Regions from separate parts of the Mus musculus genome. Here region 1 is linked to region 2. The links are chromatin contacts, called in public HiChIP or PLAC-seq maps. All regions are on one chromosome and are shown on one strand. The core of a region is the stretch at or near the end of the contact, and the rest is flanking DNA. Distances in the headings are between cores, read along the strand shown. Region 1 overlaps Ms4a13 (membrane-spanning 4-domains, subfamily A, member 13). Region 2 has its middle 9.4 kb from the start of Ms4a8a.

What was found. HiChIP or PLAC-seq counts read pairs in DNA pulled down with a chosen protein or histone mark.
Region 1: a contact with region 2 is called in an H3K4me3 HiChIP or PLAC-seq map of bone marrow-derived macrophages, with 2.6 times the contacts expected there. The contact joins two enhancer-like sites. A contact is called at or near these places in 12 of 39 promoter capture datasets (the 3T3-L1 cell line, 3T3-L1-derived adipocytes, cranial neural crest and 9 more), 1 of 484 Hi-C or Micro-C datasets (nephron progenitors), 2 of 115 datasets of contacts at active chromatin or transcription factors (CD8 T cells and bone marrow-derived macrophages) and 3 of 9 other capture datasets (adipose tissue, macrophages and pancreatic islet).

What each region holds. Positions count from the first base shown.
Region 1 is chr19:11,182,376-11,189,068 of GRCm38.p6, reverse strand. It overlaps Ms4a13 (membrane-spanning 4-domains, subfamily A, member 13), which reads left to right. Exons shown (of 7, transcript NM_001347435.1): 4 at 3,910-3,966; 5 at 5,145-5,264. Among named protein-coding and RNA genes, the nearest start is that of Ms4a13, 11 kb to the left of the region's middle. Within about 2 kb of position 4,753, at least 1 of the 459 cell types and tissues checked has an H3K27ac peak or open chromatin away from gene starts, as enhancers often do. A contact at or near this core is called in bone marrow-derived macrophages, where this site is marked.
Region 2 is chr19:11,087,114-11,093,830 of GRCm38.p6, reverse strand. It overlaps the pseudogene Gm336. Among named protein-coding and RNA genes, the nearest start is that of Ms4a8a, 9.4 kb to the right of the region's middle. Within about 2 kb of position 1,535, at least 18 of the 459 cell types and tissues checked have an H3K27ac peak or open chromatin away from gene starts, as enhancers often do. A contact at or near this core is called in bone marrow-derived macrophages, where this site is marked.

The sequences.
Region 1 (6,693 bases), core at 3,504-6,003, 92 kb before region 2:
GGCTGTTGCAGAAGAGATTGAAAGGTCACTGGAAGAAAGCAACCTCTAAGACATCTGACTTTATGTGTATGCTCACTCAGAGTGTCCAAGGACAAAATCTAAGAAGGTCATGCTGATAAACAGCCCACTGCCTCATCAATAAGAAATGGTGCATTTGGCCCATAAATGAAAAGCACATGGAAGAATGAAGACAATAAAAAGATAAGACAAAAAAAAACCCCAGAATTTTCAGACAAAACTCAGAGAAATGATTTGTGTCCCTTTGTGTTTCAGTTCATGCTATACAAATAACTTCTGGAGGAAACTAGAGAGGCAGCTAGGTCATCAGAGTGTTTGAAGAGTGTTTACTGAACAATGAAAACCTGGGTTCAACCCATCCATCCCATAATCAGCCTCCAAACGTTGACACCATTGCATACACTAGCAAGATTTTGCTAATAGGACCCTGATATAGCTGTCTCTAGTGAGACTACTCTGGGGCCTAGCAAACACAGAAGTGGATGCTCACAGTCAGCTATTAGATGGATCACAGGGCCCCCAATGGAGGAGCTAGAGAAAATACCCAAGGAGCTAAAGGGATCTGCAACCCTATAGGTGGAACAACATTATGAACTAACCAGTACCCCGGAGCTCTTGACTCTAGCTGCATATGTATCAAAAGATGGCCTAGTCTGCCATCACTGGAAAGAGAGGCCCATTGGACTTGCAAACTTTATATGCCCCAGTACAGGGGAACGCCAGGGCCAAAAAGTGGGAGTGGGTGGATAGGGGAGTCGGGGGGAGAGTATGGGAGACTTTTGGGATAGCATTGGAAATGTAAATGAGGAAAATACCTAATAAAAGAAAAAAAAAGAAAATCATTCCATTATTCATATGTTTTCAAGGTTTCTAAAATTCTAATTTTTCTTAAAAGATATTATTTCCTTACTTATTTTTCCTTTTTGACAAATAAAACCATGAAAATTAATTTTCCAATTTAAAAACAAAGCATGATGTACAGTTCACTGATCAGCCAGCAAGTCTAATCAACAATCCTAGATCCCACCAAGAGACTGTGTTCCAAAGAGAGAGAGAGAGGGAGAGAGAGAGAGAGAGAGAGAGAGAGAGAGAGAGAGAGAGAGAGAGAGAGAGAGAGAGAGAGAAGGAAGCAAGGAGGCAAGGAAGGAAGGAAGGAAAGAAGGAAGGAAGGAAGGAAGGAAGGAAGGAAGGAAGGAAGGAAGGAAGGAAGGAAGGAAGGAAGGAAGGGGACTGCTCATGAGGAATGACAACCAAGTTAACCTCTGGCCTACACACACACACACACACACACACACACACTAACACACAGACATGTTCATACACATAGCACAATTAACACTTTCAGTAAAATACCTAAATTTTAAAGATGTAGTCCAATACAGAAATTGTCATTTATATGATAAACTTTAAAAGACATTTTCTAAAGCCAATGCTTTCTAATAAGTTGGAAAACACTCCAATTTAAAAAATCCTACAAGATACACTCCATTTATGTATTAGCTTTTCAAAGAATAAATAAAATACTTTTAAAATAATAATGTAAATTTTAATATTTTCATAAATATTTTCAATATATTTCCTGTGTATTTAAGTTTTGCCTACATGACTGTGCATCATATCGTGCAACACCTGGAGAAACCAGAAGAAGGCATTGGATTGCCTGGAACTGGAGTCACAGATGGTTGTGAACTTCCATGTGGGTGCTGAGAATCAGGCCAGGGTCTTCTGGGAGAGTACCCAGCGCTCCTAACCACTGGATCATCTCTCTAGCCTCCACTTCGATATTTTAAATAAAAGACAAGGTCTATCTTTGGATCTAAAATGATCGGAAGACACTTCCGCACTGCGGTCCTGAGACGGTTCTTACCCTCAGTGTACCCATCCTTAGCAGTGCCATCTCTTCTGTGAAGATCAAGAGCCAACTGTACAGGATCGATCTCCTGGTGGAATTGTGTTAGCTTCAAAGTTTGGCCTACCCAAATAAAGTGTGGAGCATGAGAGAAATCTCTGCAGAAGACGTGGTAGAAAGAATGTAAGAGCCAGAAGTGGTTGGCACCTCCAAGGAAACAGCATGCCCAGATACAACAGAGATACTGCACATATGAACCCACAGAGACTGTGGCAGCATGCACAAGACCTGTACAAGCTCAAGCCAGACTTGTCATTTTCCATCTCAGCATTGAAAAAGGGAAGTAGACACCTTCTCCCACCCCTGCCAAGAAGCTATTTGCAATTGACGCCTGCCAAGAAAGAAACAAAAAAATCAATTTTCTTCAATAAAGTATATCAGTTACTGGGTATATCCGTCACACTCCTGGGCAGGTCTCATACTAGGGAATAGCTGGACAACACAAAACAGACTCCATGGGTTTTTTGGGTTTTGTTGTTGTTGTTTTTTTTTTTTGTTTTGTTTTGTTTTTTTTTTTTTTGCTTTTTTTTGCATGCTTTTACTGTGGTGCTGTTGGCTTGTTTTATTTTACCTTTCTGTTTTAAGGTGATGTTTTTGTTTACTTGCTTGTTTGACTGAGGAAGAAATAACATCGAATTGGATGGAGAACCTGGGGAGGGAGATAAATATGATCAACATATTATATGAAAACTTCATGTTAATCTTTAAAAGTATGGACCATGTCTAGTACTTTTCACAAAAGTAACCTTTGCCAAAATCGCTAAAACAGAAAAGATGGAGAGACAGTTCCATGGTTTAGGGGACTTCCTGCTCTTTCAGAGGACCAAGGTTTGATTCCCAACACCCATACCATGGAATTCACAACTTCTTGCAACTTCAATTCCAGAGGATCTGATACCCACTTCTGACCTCTGGACTGACTAATGACTTCAGAAACTGATGGCAAACACATAGATTCACATAAACAAAAATAAATAAAACTTTTTAAAAAAAAAAAAGACTACTTCAGGGAAAATGTGTATCCTGCTTTTAGACAACACAGCAGTGTTTTGTACTTCTTAAAAAATAGAAATCCTGAAAAGAAATAATGGAATGTCTTTTAAAATAATTTTTATAAAAGGCAAGGTGGCTGGGAAGTACTCGGTGAACAAGAGTACTTGCTCAGCATGCAATCATGACGACCTGAGTTGAAGTCCCCAGCACCCACATAAAAAGCTTGGCATGGCTGCACATACCAGTAACAGCAGCAGTGTGGGGCGAGGACAGGCAAATTCCAAGCGCTCAGTGGTCTGCCAGCCCAGCTGCCACAGCAAACTTCCAGTTTCCTGAGAAACCCTGTCTCAAGGCAACCAAGTGAGGAGCAAGAAAGACAAACCACTCTGCCTTACACCATGTGTGATTAAAGGCATGTGCCTGCACACCCGTGTGCATAAACCACACACATATACCAGACATGCACGCATGCATGAATGGATAAATAAAGTGAAAATTCGGGCACCCTGTGGCCTTAATGGAGACTATAGCCTCTCAATGGAGAGACTACTTTGTACAGTCATGATGTCCAAGTGGGTTTATGGGCCACCTTTTCCACATCTGAATGTGTACACAGTCATGGCAGTCCCTGACTTCTTACTGGGGGTAAAAGTTGGAATAGCACCTGAATGAGTTATGTAAGAGGAATCACATAACCAAACTTGACTGTGGGTTCGGGAGGGCTTAAGAAGCCTACAGCCTCAATCCTGCCCTCTGTCCCCTGCTTATGCCTGTTGTGACCCTCCTGCTACTTTCAATACCTGACACCTTTTGAAAAAATCATTACCTCATAATGGAAGCTCATCTTAACCCCTTCTACTAAAACGTCTCTCTTTGTTACTATTACAATTCTGAAAACCATTGGCCTGGAAAATAGAGCTGTTTCAAAATATGCTTAAGTTGCTGAATACTATTCAATGAGTATTTACCAATACGTGTTTTGTGTCTAGTTTGTCATTTCAGGGGCCTTCACTGTAAAAGCAGCAAAATATCAAAGTAGACATATGGTGAGTTGAAATGTGGGGGGATGTCTCTAGTATGCACTTTCACAAAATAGAAGAGGTTTGAATGAAAAGATAAGGTTGGGACTGGAGAGATGGCTCGGCAGCTAAGAGCACTTGGGGCTCTTACAAAAGACATGAGTTCAGTTCCCCTCACCCACATTGGCTCACAACTTCCAGTAACTCCAACTCCTAAGATACACAGGTGAATCTTTACAATAAAGAAAAATTAGTCTCTAAACAAGAAAGGAATTTACCATCTCTAAAAAAATAAATGAGGGAAATAAAAACCTGAGATCAGATTACTTAATGTAGACTGGATACACTAGTTAACAATAACAATGACCTTCTGCAAAAACATCTAAATTTAAATAATAATAATTTTGTTTGAATTTCTACTCTTAACCATTGCCTGACCAGTGTTATTAAATTTGTTTATAGGCTCTAAAGCCTTTCTTCTATGTGAACATTCACGTGCTTTAATAGTTCATTTTCTGGTCAACCCACTTTGGGAATATGGTTGTACTTTGTATCAAAGTAGGGAATTCTACAAGAAAAAAAAAATCTGTCCATGGTGTAAATGGGAACTGTTTAGAAATAAAAATATTAGAATTTTAGACCTGAAAGACACCTTAGAAATCAATTGATCTTAAATTTTTACGCATTAAGAACTCTGGGAATGGATAGATGGCTCAGGAATTAGGAGCAATAACTGCTCCTACAGAGAACTCAGGTTCTTCCCCCAGCACGGACATGGTGGCTCATAGCCATCTGTGATTCAGCTTCAAGTGGCTCGGACGCCCCCTTCTGTTCTTCATGAGCACTGCATGTATTTGATACACTGACAAACATCCAGGCAAATCATCCATAAGCATAAATAAATAAAATCTCAAATCTAAATTTAAAAAAAGTTCTGATATCTGTCATATTGACAGATGCTCCCAGCTAATAAAACCCGGGGATTCAAACATACAAAGGTTTTGAGAACTGATAGAATTCAAAAATTGGCAGCTTCTGATGATAGATTCATGAAATGGCAAGCATAAGCACATGTCGAAAGCTTCACAAACTACAAACAGATTTGAACTAGATTTTTAAAAGTAAAACAAAAACAAACAGATAAACAAAAAACATATGCAAAGTACTTCTGAATGTTGTACGTTTATGCCATGTCTCCTTTTCAGATTCTCTGTACTATGTCCCTGAACATACTCTGCATAATTATTACGATCGTTGCAGCCAGCCTAACAATAGTGGAATTGTCTCATTTCCGTTCGGTGTCATATAGAAATTATGGACAAGCAGTAAGTAACTGATTCTATAGAAATATCTTTCTTTTAACATTTGTAATGATACTTTATTCTTTGAAAGTTTTGCACAATATAGTTTGATCATATTTACCACCCACTTTCCCACAACTCCATTCGGATCCACCCCCATCTCCCTATTCCAAATTCATTTTTTGCATTCTGTTTATTTCAATAACCAGTGGAGACTATTTTGTGCTACTCTTATGCTTTCAGGTGTGAGGCCATCCCCTGGAGTGTAATCGACCTCCCTAGGGCTATGTCCTTTAAGAAAACTGACTCTCCTTGCCCTGGAGCTGTCAACTGTCAGTAGACCCTCAGTTAGGGATGGAGACTCCTGAGCTGCCTCTCCCCAACCTCTTCCACACTAGAATATTAATCAGTTTGATCTTGTGTGCATCTTGTTCAGGAAAACACAGGTGCTGTGAGTTTGTGAGTCCAGCATCCCCCAGCCTTCCAGAAGACACAAAAATGCTGGTCCTCTGTGATCTCTGCCTCTTAATGAGCTGTTTGTCTCCTCTTCCAAGGTGGTCCTGAGCCACGTGTGTGTGTGTATGTGTGTGTGTGTGTGTGTGTGTGTGTGTGTGTGTGTGTGACATGTATATATGTGAAGGCCAGAGAATAACTTCAGGTGCCATTTCTCAGGTACTGTCCTTGATTTTTGAGATAGGGTCATTAGCCTCAAACTCCCCAAATAGGCTAGGCTATCTGGCTAGTGAGCACAGGCACTGACCTGTCTCTGCCTCCTCAACAGATTGTGCACTCTCACTACCCTCTACACATACCCCCCCCCTCTCTCTCTCTCTCTTTCTCTCTCCTTTCTTCTCTGTCTTGCTTACAAGGAAGCACTTAACTAAGCCTCTATGTGGATTTTGCTTTAACACCTCAGAGCTAAATGTATATCAGTCTTATCTTTTGTACTCCAGACATAACTACATAGAAATGTGATGTATCGTACTACAGTAAATGTGAATAGCCTTGTTAACACAAGAGATTTACTTGACTTGCATTGGCTTAAAATCCAGAATCATCAGAAAATGGAAAGATCTCCCATGCTAATAGATCAGTAGGATTAACACAGTAAAAGTGGCCATCCTACACAAAGCAATCTATAGATTCAATTCCATCCCCATCAAAATTCCAACACAATTCTTTGCAGACCTTGAAAGGATAATTCTCAACTTTATATAGGAAGATAACACACCCAGGAAAGCTAAAACAATCCTGAAAAATAGACAAACAGCAGAGTTATCACTATCTCTGATCTCAAGCTCTACTACAAAGCTACAGTAATAAAAACCACAAAATACTCACGTAAATAAACATGGTGATTAAGGGACTCAAACCAAAGAAGACCCAGACATAAATCTACACACCTGTGGGCACCTGATTTTTGATAAAGAAACCAAAACCACACATTGGAACA
Region 2 (6,717 bases), core at 286-2,785:
ATCCTTGAAGGAAGTTGTGGTTTGAACATGACTTGTTTCTATGGGTTCATGTGTTGAAGACTTGATTGGTCATCCATCTCCTTGTTTCTCCATGCTTCCTGGACACCAGGAAATGGACAGTCTTTCTTACACATGTTCACTGCCACAGTGTTCAGCCTCACCTCAAATCTAAACCAGTAATATTTGCTGGCAATGATTTGAATACCTCCACCTCTCCTGAGGCTTCTCTCACCTCAAAGTTTCTGTCCCTTCAAGACAGTTAGCACCATTTCCAGGAAGTCAATAAAAAGAGAAAATCCCAACCTGAATCATAGCTGGTTCCTGAAACCCACATGACCTAAGGCCCAATTCTTACACTTCTTATTACTTCCCTCAGCACAAGGGATTGATGTCATTCATCTTTCTTAAAGGATGTTGCGCTATTTTATGGAGATATGCACATTACAGGAAATCTTCCCTTTAAAAAGGAAATGCACAAGAATATCAAGAAGAAAAATGTGTTTAATTTAAAAAAAAAGATCCTGCTAGACATTAAAGCATAATAAAGAATAATGAAAATATCATAGAAGTCACTCCTACATAGACAAGCAGGCCAGTTGTATAGAAGAAAAAAATTCACACAGAAATCGAGCTTTTAACTAAAGTGGCATTTCAGTGCACTGCAGTACAAATGAGTTGACAAAATTTCTAGAATATCCAAGTAGACTTTTGGAAAAGTATAAAATTATACTTAAACAGCTTATGCAATATTCAAGAATGAACTCATACAAGAAAATCAAGATGTAAAAATGAAAACTAGAGCTACAGATGTAGCTCAAGGAAAACACTTCCTCCAACATTTGTGAGGCCCTTGGTTTATTACCAGCACCACAGTTAAAAGGAAGAAGTAAAACAGCAAAATCACTAGAAAAAAACAAACATCAAGTTCCAGTTAATTGTGGGTTTCATGAAACACAGCTGAAGGAGACCAAGGAGAGACAAACTGGAAAAGAAGAAGTCCAAGTATTGCTATTTGCAGATTATATGATAATTTACATAAACAATCCCAAAAATTCTACCAGAAAACTCCTCCAGGTGATAAACATTTTCAGCAAAGTGGCTGGATACATAATTAACTCAAAAAAAAAAGTCAGTAGCCCTTCTACATGCAATCGACAAACAGAATAAAAAAAAGAAATCAAGGAAATAACAACCTTCACAATAGCCAAAAATAATATAAAATATCTTGAGGAAATTCTAACCAAACAAGTGAAAGACTTGTATGATTAAAAACTTCAAATTTTTGAAGGAAGAAATTGAAGAAGATCTCAGAAGATGAAAAGATCTGGCGCTCGCCCGCCGAGCCCAACCGCGCTCCCGCCTCCAGGTGCGGCGCGGGGTCCGCCCGCTCGACGCCGGGGACAGCGCCCCACGGGGACGAGCCGGCGCTGCGCTGCCGGGGCTCGCGGGCCGCGTGCGAGCGAGGCGAGTCCCCGGGGTGCGCTGGCCGCGGTCCGGTCCTGGATGCGAGAACGCAGCGCTTCGGGACGCGTGGAGTGCTCAGGCGGCTCTGGATTGTGTCGCTCGGATTGCGCGTCCCGCGAGTGGGCGTCGGAAGAGAAACCAAAGGCGGTTTGAGCACATGAACAGAAAATAACATTCTAAAGACTTTGTCAGAAGTGATAGGGAGGAAAAAAACCCATAAGAAGTACTTCCTTGTGTGTGTGTCTCATGGTGCAGCTTTTAACACTCACATAGTAATGAAGCCACCATTATGTCCTCAGTCAGCGAAGTAAATGCGGACATCAGAGATTTCCTGATGAGCATCAATTTGGAGCAGTACCTCTTACATTTCCGTGAATTCGGTTTTTATACCGTGAGGGACTGCACGTCGATAAATGACAGCGTACTCCATCAGATTGGAATATCACCTACTGGACACCGTAGGAGGATACTGAAACAGTTACAAATGATCTTTTCAAAAATGCAAGACTTCCCCATATATGCAAATGTGCATAAGGCAAAGAACGGCAGCACCACAAAAGAGCAACAACACAGTGATCCATCTTCCAGCAGCCACACCGGCATAGAGTGTTCCGATTCCGTTACTGTCCATAGACCTGGCCCGGCACCATCAGAGATGGTTACAACCAGTACCCTTAGTGAAGGAAACTGTCAGTCTCCGAAATCACATGATAAGCTATGTCTTTCTTCACATGACCTGCCCTGTCCAGAAGAAGAACTACACCAGAACGTGGATTCTTCGAAAGATTCTTTATTTGGTGGTGTAAATGTCAAAATAGATCCTTTGATTACCAAGAGGGCTGTGGAGTACACAGCTGGAGAAGAACACACAGAAAAAGGCAATTTGACCTCAGAAGATTACAGCAAGGCACTTAGTACAAACACTGAATGTCTTCCCTCTGGGGACTGTCCAACATCAGGCACACATTCTGGAAACGGGACGAATGGCGTATTAGAAAGCTTCCCGCCAACCCCGTTCTTTCAGTTTCAGGGCGAGATGGTTGTGAATGAACTGTACGTTCCGTCCTCACCAGTCCACGGCCCCATGAGAAGCCGGAGCAAGTTGGTTTCCAGACCTTCTCGATCATTTCTACTGAGACATCGCTCTGTACCAGAGATCCCAGGGTCAACAAAATCAATCCCAGGGAGCTATTTCCGTGACAGAAGAAGTAATACTACCTCAGCTGGAAAGTCTTTGACACTGAAAAATTCAAATGAGGATAATTCAACTTCCATCTTTCCTTATGGAGAGACATTTCTCTTCCAGAGACTAGAAAGTTCCAAGAAGCGATCTATAAAGAATGAGTTTTGGCCGCATGAGAACACAGTTAAAGAGGAAGCAGCCACTACAAGAAACTCTATCCTAACCCAGTCAAGCATATATGATAACAGGAAGGAAAAAGTGAGTGAAGACAAAGTCGAAGACATTTGGATACCCCGCGAGGATAAAAATAACCTTGCACAGGATTCGGCCTCTGAGTCAGAATACTCCACAGTAGAGGAATGCTTCCAGAGTTTAAGAAGAAAAAATTCCAAAGCGTCCAAGTCTAGGACTCAAAAAGCCTTCTACTTGGACCCCTTCAATAGGCACAGTTATCCTTTAAGCTCCATGAGTGGAAATACTGAACCGTCATCAACCATCTCAAATGCCATCTCTCCCTATGCCTGCTTCTATGGATCTTCAGCAGCCAAGGAGAAATGTGGATGGCTGGACAAACTCTCTCCTCAAGGGTATGGACAGATGCATTTTGTTTACTAAGTAGCCATTTTGATAGAGTAAAGATTGTTCTTTACTAAATCTGCCAGTGTTCTGTACCCTCTGCAATCCCCAAGATACTTTTTTTTTAGAATTAATTTTTTATTGGGTATTTTCCTCATTTACATTTCCAATGCTATCCAAAAAGTCCCCAATACACCCCCCCCCACTCCCCTACCCACCCACTCCCACTTTTTGGCCCTGGCGTTCCCCTGTACTGGGGCATATAGAGTTTGCAAGTCCATTGGACCTCTCTTTCCAGTGATGGCCGATTAGGCCATCTTTTGATACATATGCAGCTAGAGTCAAGAGCTCTGGGGGTACTGGTTAGTTCATATTGTTGTTCCACCTATAGAGTTGCAGATTCCCTTTAGCTCCTTGGGTACTTTCTCTAGCTCCTCCATTGGGGGCCCTGTGATCCATCCAATAGCTGACTGTGAGCATCCACTTCTGTGTTTGCTAGGCCCCGGCATTGTCTCACAAGAGACAGCTATATCTGGGTCCTTTCAGCAAAATCTTGCTAGTGTGTGCAATGGTGTCAGTGTTTGGAGGCTGATTATGGGATGGATCCCCGGATATGGCAGTCTCTAGATGGTCCATCCTTTCGTTTCAGCTCCAAACTGTGTCTCTGTAACTCTTTCCATGGTTGTTTTGTTCCCAATTCTAAGAAGGGGCACAGTTCCACACTTTGGTCTTCGTTCTTCTTGAGTTTCATGCATACGTTTAACAAATTGTATCTTATATCTTGGGTATCCTAAGTTTCTGGGCTAATATCCACTTATCAGTGAGTACATATTGTGTGAGTTCCTTTGTGATTGTGTTATTTCACTCAGGATGATGCCCTCCAGGTCCATCCATTTGCCTAGGAATTTCATAAATTCATTCCTTTTAATAGCTGAGTAGTACTCCATTGTGTGAATGTACCACATTTTCTGTATCCATTCCTCTGTTGAGGGGCATCTGGGTTCTTTCCAGCTTCTGGCTATTATAAATAAGGCTGCTATGAACGTAGTGGAGCATGTGTCCTTCTTATCGGTTGGAACATCTTCTGGATATATGCCCAAGAGAGGTATTGCTGGATCCTCTGGTAGTATTATGTCCAATTTTCTTTTTTTTTTTTTTTTTTTTTTTTTTCCATTTTTTATTAGGTATTTAGCTCATTTACATTTCCAATGCTATACCAAAAGTCCCCCTTACCCACCCACCCCCACTCCCCTACCCACCCACTCCCCCCCTTTGGCCCTGGCGTTCCCCTGTACCGGGGCACACAAAGTCTGCGTGTCCAATGGGCCTCTCTTTCCAGTGATGGCCGACTAGGCCATCTTTTGATACATATGCAGCTAGAGTCAAGAGCTCAGGGGTACTGGTTAGTTCATAATGTTGTTCCACCTATAGGGTTGAAGATCCCTTTAGCTCCTTGGGTACTTTCTCTAGCTCCTCCATTGGGAGCCCTGTGATCCATCCATTAGCTGACTGTGAGCATCCACTTCTGTGTTTGCTAGGCCCCGGCATAGTCTCACAAGAGACAGCTACATCTGGGTCCTTTCGATAAAATCTTGCTAGTATATGCAATGGTGTCAGCGTTTGGATGCTGATTATGGGGTGGATCCCTGGATATGGCAGTCTCTACATGGTCCATCCTTTCATCTCAGCTCCAAACTTTGTTTCTGTAACTCCTTCCATGGGTGTTTTGTTCCCACTTCTAAGGAGGAGCATAGTGTCCACACTTCAGTCTTCATTTTTCTTGAGTTTCATGTGTTTAGGAAATTGTATCTTATATCGTGGGTATCCTAGGTTTTGGGCTAGTATCCACTTATCAGTGAGTACATATTGTGTGAGTTCCTTTGTGATTGTGTTACCTCACTCAGGATGATGCTCTCCAGGTCCATCCATTTGGCTAGGAATTTCATAAATTCATTCTTTTTAATAGCTGAGTAGTACTCCATTGTGTAGATGTACCACATTTTCTGTATCCATTCCTCTGTTGAGGGGCATCTGGGTTCTTTCCAGTTTCTGGCTATTATAAATAAGGCTGCTATGAACATAGTGGAGCATGTGTCCTTCTTACCAGTTGGGGCTTCTTCTGGATATATGCCCAGGAGAGGTATTGCTGGATCCTCCGGTAGTACTATGTCCAATTTTCTGAGGAACCGCCAGACTGATTTCCAGAGTGGTTGTACAAGCCTGCAATCCCACCAACAATGGAGGAGTGTTCCTCTTTCTCCACATCCTCGCCAGCATCTGCTGTCACCTGAATTTTTGATCTTAGCCATTCTCACTGGTGTGAGGTGGAATCTCAGGGTTGTTTTGATTTGCATTTCCCTGATGATTAAGGATGTTGAACATTTTTTCAGGTGCTTCTCTGCCATTCGGTATTCCTCAGGTGAGAATTCTTTGTTCAGTTCTGAGCCCCATTTTTTAAGGGGGTTATTTGATTTTCTGAGGTCCACCTTCTTGAGTTCTTTATATATGTTGGATATTAGTCCCCTATCTGATTTAGGATAGGTAAAGATCCTTTCCCAGTCTGTTGGTGGTCTTTTTGTCTTATAGACAGTGTCTTTTGCCTTGCAGAAACTTTGGAGTTTCATTAGGTCCCATTTGTCAATTCTCGATCTTACAGCACAAGCCATTGCTGTTCTGTTCAGGAATTTTTCCCCTGTGCCCATATCTTCAAGGCTTTTCCCCACTTTCTCCTCTATAAGTTTCAGTGTCTCTGGTTTTATGTGAAGTTCCTTGATCCACTTAGATTTGACCTTAGTACAAGGAGATAAGTATGGATCGATTCGCATTCTTCTACATGATAACAACCAGTTGTGCCAGCACCAATTGTTGAAAATGCTGTCTTTCTTCCACTGGATGGTTTTGGCTCCCTTGTCGAAGATCAAGTGACCATAGGTGTGTGGGTTCATTTCTGGGTCTTCAATTCTATTCCATTGGTCCACTTGTCTGTCTCTATACCAGTACCATGCAGTTTTTATCACAATTGCTCTGTAGTAAAGCTTTAGGTCAGGCATGGTGATTCCACCAGAGGTTCTTTTATCCTTGAGAAGAGTTTTTGCTATCCTCGGTTTTTTGTTATTCCAGATGAATTTGCAAATTGCTCCTTCTAATTCGTTGAAGAATTGAGTTGGAATTTTAATGGGGATTGCATTGAATCTGTAGATTGCTTTTGGCAAGATAGCCATTTTTACAATGTTGGTCCTGCCAATCCATGAGCATGGGAGATCTTTCCATCTTCTGAGATCTTCTTTAATTTCTTTATGTCCAATTTTCTGAGGAACCGCCAAACTGATTTAAAAAGGACTTTTCCGTATGTTTGCAAATGCTGGGCCCTAGGTAGGTAAGTTGCATGAAGTACAGTACTGCAGTATGGTTTGGAATAGCAACTTCAGGTTGAAATTAAATTAGAACTAAGGTTTGGATTAAAACTTCAAGTTATGAGTTCACCTCCATATTAT